2 separate regions of the Mus musculus genome follow, and region 1 is linked to region 2. Evidence: chromatin contacts called from public Hi-C data. All regions are on one chromosome and are shown on one strand. The core of a region is the stretch at or near the end of the contact, and the rest is flanking DNA. Distances in the headings are between cores, read along the strand shown. Region 1 has its middle 79 kb from the start of Gm32931. Region 2 has its middle 49 kb from the start of Tmem26.

Evidence for each region. A called contact is a pair of places that touch in the nucleus more often than the background predicts.
Region 1: a contact with region 2 is called in a Hi-C map of CD4 T cells, with 3 times the contacts expected there. The contact joins two enhancer-like sites. A contact is called at or near these places in 6 of 484 Hi-C or Micro-C datasets (B cells, CD4 T cells, embryonic stem cells and 2 more) and 1 of 115 datasets of contacts at active chromatin or transcription factors (pancreatic cancer cells).

Annotation. Positions count from the first base shown.
Region 1 is chr10:68,899,504-68,903,662 of GRCm38.p6, reverse strand. No RefSeq gene overlaps it. Among named protein-coding and RNA genes, the nearest start is that of Gm32931, 79 kb to the right of the region's middle. Within about 2 kb of position 2,067, at least 8 of the 459 cell types and tissues checked have an H3K27ac peak or open chromatin away from gene starts, as enhancers often do.
Region 2 is chr10:68,672,374-68,676,384 of GRCm38.p6, reverse strand. No RefSeq gene overlaps it. Among named protein-coding and RNA genes, the nearest start is that of Tmem26, 49 kb to the left of the region's middle. Within about 2 kb of position 2,549, at least 60 of the 459 cell types and tissues checked have an H3K27ac peak or open chromatin away from gene starts, as enhancers often do.

The DNA of each region.
Region 1 (4,159 bases), core at 818-3,317, 230 kb before region 2:
AGGGTAAGCTAGAGGAGGAAGGCCTCTGAGCACCCCTCTCTATTACTTTCCACATTATCTCTTTGAGATAGGGTCTTTCACTGAAGTTGGGGCAGAGCTGGCACCCAGCAAGCCCGAGCAATCCTCTTGCTTCTGGCCCTTACGGTACTGTGGTTATAGGTGCACATACAACCATGGCAGGATTTTCACATGGGGCATGGGATTTAAACTTAGGTCCCCTGGAAGAGCTGCAGGTTCCTTACCCACTGAGCCAGCTCTCAAGGCCTTACATATGCTTGTATTTATGTTCTTCACATTACTCACTGGCTTTCTTCGTGGCATACAAACCAATCGTGCCCAGTCCTTTGCTTATTTTCAAATCCATGCACGGTGTCATTGTATCTTCATGTCCTTCTGGGCCTTGCAATACTAGCAGACTTAACCCCATGTTTATTGGGTGACTTCCAGGCTGCAGCTGAAATCCAAATGAACACGATAAGTTAACAACTGAACTGCTGCTTTTTCTAGACACATGCCTTGCTGCAGGTTTTAAAAACGTAGATTACAATTATTCTTTCAATTGTGGGAACCTGAATGTTTTACAGGAAGTTCTTTAAGGGATCTTAAAATAGACTTGTCAAGAGTTGGCTTCAGTGTCAGAGCTGGCCCTGTGTTCATTTATTGGAAGGGAAATGCTGGAGCTCAAACAAAAAATCATAATGCCTTGTACCACATGAGATAAACAAACAACTGACTCTGAAATTTATGGTTTTACAGGTGTCTTGTTAGAGCTGGTTCTGGAAACAGAAAGATGAACCCAGACTCCGGTGCCATCTAGTGGTCATGTTAGTTCCTCTAGAAATAAACTCCAGTGCAATCCAGTGCTGGGTTTTTGACTCGTGGGAGGTTTTGTGCTTTTATGATGTGCATCTCAAGTATGAATTCAGTTGTATTAAGAATGATGCATGTTAGTAAATGCCCAGAAAATCTGTGAGCGCCAGCCCTCTTTGGAGTGTAGCATAGAAAAATGAAGATGTTGTGTAAATAATAATTACCACAGGTTCATATAGCTGTGTGATACCTAAGACGTGGGCCCATATTTATTGCAGATACCTAGAGGCAAAGAGAACTTCTGAATCCTGGCCAGCTATGTCACCATTTGAATATGGAACATTTGAATATGCTCCCTAAGGGAGGGATATGCTTGTTGTGTTGAATGCTTCCTCCTTAATGCTGGCTTTGGGAGATTCTGGGAAGATGAGTCCTGGTTGAATGAAATCATCGGATATGAAGACATTTCTTATTGCCAGGTTACTCCCTCCCTCTTTTCTGCCTTCTGTCCACCATGAGATGAAACACTTCCGTTTTACCACAGCATGCCCGTGACAGCTACCCTGATGCTCTGCAGAGCAGCAGCTGGGGCCAGGGTTGGAGAGAAGCAACCATGAATAGAACACTCAGAAACCATGAGCCAAACATACCCATCTGCCCCCAAATTGTCTCTACCAGGTAATTTGGACCACAGTGAGGTCAAAAGTAATAGAGAGTATTAGATGATTCAGGCTCCGAGGTATTGTCAACAGAGGACTGCCCACCTAACACAGTTATTTATCAAACATCTCATGTCTGTACAGAGCAGCTTCCACACCTCTGGCTGCACAGGTAGTTTTAGGTTTGTCTCAGCTACCTAGAGTCCTTTCTTGCTCTTGCCATCGACTTGGTGTGGAGCCCTTTGCAGAAGACAGCTGGGTCATTCTTTGGAGAAGCCTTGGGGTCACTCTGTGATATTACAGACCACAACCCCCAATATCTAGTGAGAGGAGTTCGAGATGCATCTGAGACAGGGTCATGTAGGTGTAATATTAGGCAAATTAGATCCAAATCTTGAGAGTGACACCCCCTGACTTCTCTGCTGATGTCAACTTTTCTAATTTGTGTGGTAGCTTTTCAGACATTTGCCTCCCAAGCCTTATGAGGATTAAAAGGGATAATGACATATCTAAATCGCTCCATCTGAGTGCCCAATACATGAGAAGTGAGCCACTTACCTCTGATCTCACATGGTCTAAAGAGCACCTCTTATTTCTAGCCTTCCATTGTGGCGCTTCCTGTTTCCCTTTGCTCTCTGTAATCCAGTTGTACCCACGTTGAAATACTTAACATTAGAGATATCCAAAAACCCGGATGACTTGACAGTACCTATTCATGGCAGGGGACAAGGAACATTTAGATATTTTGGAAATCCATTGTTATAAAGCTGCAAGAATCACCCAGGAAATGAAACCAAAAGTCAGCTTACATGAGACCAAGCCATATTTTCAGTGTCATAGAACAACCATCCACGCACTAACTGTAGCACACCACACACCAAAAGCACTCTGCTCTGAGAATTCAGTGAACCCACATCCTGGCTCCAATCTCTCATTCTGAGAGTATAGTTTCTCTGTTAAGTTAATGAAAAACAAGCTCATGAGACTTGGATTCTGTTCCTTAATTTGAAAACAGTGTCCGAAAAAGCTTGGGAGACGGCTTGTTGATAAATTCCAAATGATATTCTACCCTAAGCCGGTAATAAAATGATAGTGGTGGTGGGAGACGCTGAGACACAAACATATTTCTATTTGTCTCTAACGAATCACGGAGTCTTCAACCCTATTTATTCATTCGCCTCCCAGTAGCCCCCCAATTTCAGGCCAAATCCTCACAAAGAAAAACACTGTGGACTGTGTGTCATAATCACATCTGCCCTTGGAACACAGGGTTCTATTCCCCAGATATTAGACTGAGATGGGGAAAGTCATCTTATTATCGAAACTGCTTCTCTGATTCTGTTCTTCCCTCTTAACAAAAAAAAAAAAAAAAAAAAAAACTCAGGCAGCTTGGTTGGATTGTGGCAAACCTGTGTTACCCAAGTCCCCTGCAAGTGAAGAGATCTTTCTTCTCAGCTGTCTGCCTTCTGTTCATGGGCTATGCTTATGTGATACCCAATCTACATGCCACCCAACTTATGTGCACCCAACTTATGTGCCACCCAACTTTTGCTTATTTGCCTTTAAAACATGTTTGGAGGGTTAGAAGGAAAAGAGTATAGGGCAGTAGTGGGGAAGAGTAGATGAAGAAGCAAGGGAAGACAAGGTTTGGTGGGTATATAAGCTGAATATTAAACTCCCCCCACCCCCTGTGTGCGTGTAACTATCTGGTGTCTAGCTGGTACTCCAGCAGTGTTCAAAGTAAGACTCCTCTGCAGTAGTCTTTATGTCTCTTTGGCTAAGAGACTGGGCTCATCTGGGAAGCCTCCAGAGGCAATAGGTCATATCCACCACTCATGCCCATGTCCACCCTGACAGCTACACAAAAGAATCATGTCATCACTGTGACCTTTTGGGGGCTGACCTAATAGAACACTGTGTTCTTCAGAGTTGTTAAAGATTGGGGAGTGTGCAACCAACCCTCCCCAGTGCCACCGAAATACAGAGTGTCTGGTGTGAAATCGTGTGTGTGTGTGTGTGTGTGTGTGTTGTGTGTGTGTGTGAGACAATCACAGCAATACTGAGAATTCGTACACCTTCGCTGGCTTCCTTCATGCCAAGTGCCATGGAGTGATTCTCCTTACCAGAAGAGAACATTCTGAGACAGAACTTTAATTCTTTCTGATGTGTGACAGAAAATAGGAAAACAATTCCACCTTGTGTGTGAGTGTATGCACACATGTGTGTGCCAGTGCAGAGAGACCAGAGGCCAGTCTCTGTTATAGCTTCTCAGCTTCTCTTGATCTATCATCTATCTATCTATCTATCTATCTATCTATCTATCTATCTATCTATCTATCTGCTATCTCTCTATCTATCTATCTATCTATCTATCTATCTATCTATCTATCTATCTATCTAACCATCCATCCATCTCCATATATGTATGAATGTATGTATGTATCATCTATCTATCTACCTATCTATCCATCTATCTGTCATCTATCTATCTATCTATCTATCTATCTATCTATCTATCTACCTATCTATCTATCATCTATCTACCTACCTACATCTATCTATCTATCTATCTATCTATCTATCTATCTATCTATGTATTCATCCATCCATCCATCTCCATATCTATCTATCTGTCTGTCATCTATCTATCTATCTATCTATCTATCTATCTATCTATCTATCTATCTATT
Region 2 (4,011 bases), core at 1,300-3,799:
TACAAATTTAATCATAGGCCACACAGATGGCTTTGACCCACAGTCTGGTAAGTCCCTGTCATGGCCGAGGCTAAAGAATACAGATGAACTTTGCCCTCCCACATTGCATTCCATGGCTGTGTATGTGAAAGGTGTGGTGTGAACACAATCTGATCATCACAGATACATATTTTGGAAGCATACAAATTTTTCCCCCAAAATTTATTTATTTATTATGTCTATAGCATTCTGCCCGCATGTTTGCCTGTGGTTGCTGGGATTTGAACTCAGAACCTTAGGAAGAGCAGCCAGTGCTCTTAACCACTGAGCCATCTTTCCAGCCCATGTGCAAGTTTTTGATGTATGTTCTTCTCGTCTTTTAGAGACAAGGAAGATTTCGTATAGTCTAGGCTGGACTCGAGCATTCTATGTGGAGGAGAGTGGTGTTCCATTTTTGATCTTTGCTCTTCCACTTCCCAAGTGCTGGTTGGCAGGTATGTACCACCATGTCCAGTTTTTATAGGGCTGGACATCAAACCCAGGGTTTCATGCATGCTAAGCAAGCACTCTGAATTTAACTAGATCTCCAGCCGTTATCAATAATTTTAGGCCAGTGTTGGTATCCTTTGGTCCAACACGCAAACAAATGACAGTGTTTTTAAATTAAATTGTGTGTAGATCTAGACACACATTGGGTGAGCCTTTTCTCCGTAGTGCTCAGCCATCTATGTGCCTGTCTTTCACTTTTGGTGGATTGTTACCCATGAGCAGTTTGGAGTATCTCGAATTGGCAATTTTGAAAACCTGAGTCACTAAATTATTTAAACAATCCCAATAATGACATGAAGCTATAACAAAGTATATCAATCAACACACCATCAAATTTTGTCAGAGAAGAACCTTTAAGCTACATGAGGTGACACATGTCTATAATCTCAGTACTTGACAGGCTGGTGAATTCGAGGTCAGCCTGGACCAAATCACCAGCCTGGACCACATGGTCAGACCCTGTCTCAGAAACAAACACAGCAAAACCAGAAAAACCTTTAAGGATTCAGATGCTAAACTTGAAAACCCAAATGTCCTCATGGAGAACAAAAACTATCACTTGCCTCCTCTGAATGAGATGCATTTGCTCACCTTGAAGACCATATTTAAATACCCAGGTCAGGATAATCAGCCTGTGTCCTATTGCCTCAAGCAAGAAAACTGTTCTGTGGAAAAGAAAGCTACCGAGCAATCAACAGTTTTGACTTGGATATTTTTTGTTTGGTGTTGGTTGTTGAGGTTAAAAAAAAAATCGTTTGTGATTCGACTTCTGTAAACTCGTCTCTCCTGCTGCAAACTCCCGAGTGCTGGGATCAGAGCTCTAAACTCATTTTCTTTTTTCTTTTTCTTTTTTTTTCCTTTCATAGCCTTCTAGTTTAGTCTAGCCTAGTCTAGTCTATTCCATTCAACCCCATGTCTTTGCATCCCTAAGTGTGAGGGCACATTATACATGGATGCCTTCCCTAGCGTATGATTTCATGGCCCTCCATTGCTTCACGCCCAGGTTTGCATGCATACACTCACACAGAAAAAAAAATACAAATTCTATAAATATTAATTTTTTTTAAAATGTCTGTGTATGTATCTGTGTGGGTTTTGGTGCAGGAGTGTGGTTGCTTTGAACCACTTATTTTTATGGCTGTGACACAGCGTCTGTCTAAAGCAACTTAAGCAGGGAAGGACTTCTTTTGGCTCACTGTTTGAAGGGATACAGACCATCACCATGGGAAGCCATGCTGACAGGAGAATGAAGCAGCTAGTCACGTTACATCTCCAGGGAAACAGAGAGAGATAAATGTGGGTGTTCAGCTCATGGTTCCCTCTTTATTCAGACTAGGACCAGGGATAATGAGATGGCGTGACACACATTTAGATGGGACCTACCTCTCTGAAAAATGCCCTCACAGGATAATACAGAGGTAGGGCTTCTGGTTGATTTTAAGTCCAGGTATTTTAACAGCGAAGATTAACTATTATAAGCTGTATCTTTCATCTTCACGTCCCCAGATGAAATATTTTGCTGTGCATTCTTGAATGTTAATTAAAGCTAACAATAGCAGAAACTAAGATCTCCAGCCACTGACCTTCTCATTATCATTACTAATTACACCACAAAGACACTGCCTTCCTTCATCTATAAATGAGGATAGCTGAGGCTGTAGAGATGGATCAGTAGCTAAGAGGACTTGTCACCTTTCAAAGGATCAGAACTCAGTTCCCAGCAACTGCAAGGTAGCTCACAACCATCCCTCATGGGCTCTGCAGGGTCACTGTGCACAGACATGTGCTGGACACATAAAATAAAAACAAGCCTTTCAGACTAACGCTGCAACCCTTGCCTAATGCACACCATAAGCTAAGGAAAATATGGACTTTCCTGACCACAGAGTCGTACAAAGCTGACATGGCAAAAGAACTAGAGGGCAGAATGGAGTTTCCAGATAAGGATATGGTAAGATTGCTCTAGGTTATTGGGGTGAGCCTAATCGAATCAAGTGAGCCATTGAGAAGAGAGGAGAGCTAAAGGTTCAACACGTAAAAGGACTTGATCTTTGATGTCTAGCTTTACAGAGAGAGAGAGGAGCTGGTTAGTCATCAGAGGCAGGTAGCCTGTACTTATTGAGAAAAACATCTACGTAATACCCAGGAAGGAAGCAGAAACCACAGTCCTACGGAATGGGGCTCTGAGAACCGTGTAAAAAGGCTCAGAGTTGAACCCAGCCCTAGAGCCTCCTGCAAGCAATTACACCATGTACAGCTTTGATTTCAGCAGCTGAGATAGATCTGAGAGCCTGCTGAGCTGAGCTGGGCCCAGAACTGTAACATGGAAGATAGCTACAGTTTTTAAACTACCGAGGTTTTGGGTTTTTTTTTTTTATTTTTAGTAATTAGCCTAGGAAGATGAATACATATGCAATGTAGCACTTATAAATGAAAAATGTCAGGTAAATATGCGCTCCCATCATTTGATACTGTGATCTAATGGAGACTTTGTGTCATAGAATGTACTGAGCTAATGTCGCATCTATTATAAGAATGATAAGGCTGACAGGGGAAGGAAGCAAGGCTTAGCTCATGAATTTAGTTTGCTTTTCAAATGCTTAACGTTCAGGCTGTCTCCAGGTCCATGGAGATTTGGCCTCCCTGAATACAGAAAGGTTTGATTAAAGCTCAAGTCCTCCTAAAAGCTTTTAATAGCTTTTCTTTAAAAAAAAATCCCAACCCTCTTTTTTGTAACATTCTTCTAAATGTAAGAAAGCACAAAGATAGTAAAGAAACAAAGGAGATAAAATTGAATCAGAGGCCCCCCTAGCTTCTCCATTATTCAAAGCACTCAGTGAGTTATAAATGATTTAAGGATGATCCAGCCAGGATTCTTTGCGTAAATAGTTTTCATCTTCCTGATTACTAAGCAGGAGAGAGAAGAGTCTGTGTTCCCATTAACAAAGGCTTTGAATTGTCTTTTGCCAAAAACCATGAGAACGTATTTCTTCCTGTGTAGTCTATTTTTTAATATGGAGGCAAATCAAGAGAACAATTTACAACTTTATCACTACTTTTATTGGACAGTTATGTGATGCCAGCAAGTGGCCAAGCATTCTACAGAATACAGAAACAGGACCCCAAGTACACAAACCAGGATGTAAGTGAAGCCGGTCAGCATAAGATACCACGAGGTTCAAAGCCAAGCCTTAGTGTTTGCTCATAATGGCACTGAGCATGAGGGGAGTCTAGACCCATAATGAGCCTCATAAACATTCATCGATTGTGCTAGGCTGAAATTTGACTCCTCCAGTGAAGAGAACATGCGTAAGTAGATGGGCGAGCCAGCCGTAACCCAACACTCACACCAGCTCGGGAAAGAGAATGAGATAATAATACACTGTAATAGCTGGCCCTTGTCATCTTTGAAATAACATGCAAGCGTTTATTAGTCAACCACCCCCGCCATGCTGTGGGAAACACAAATACTGCTTTTCTGCC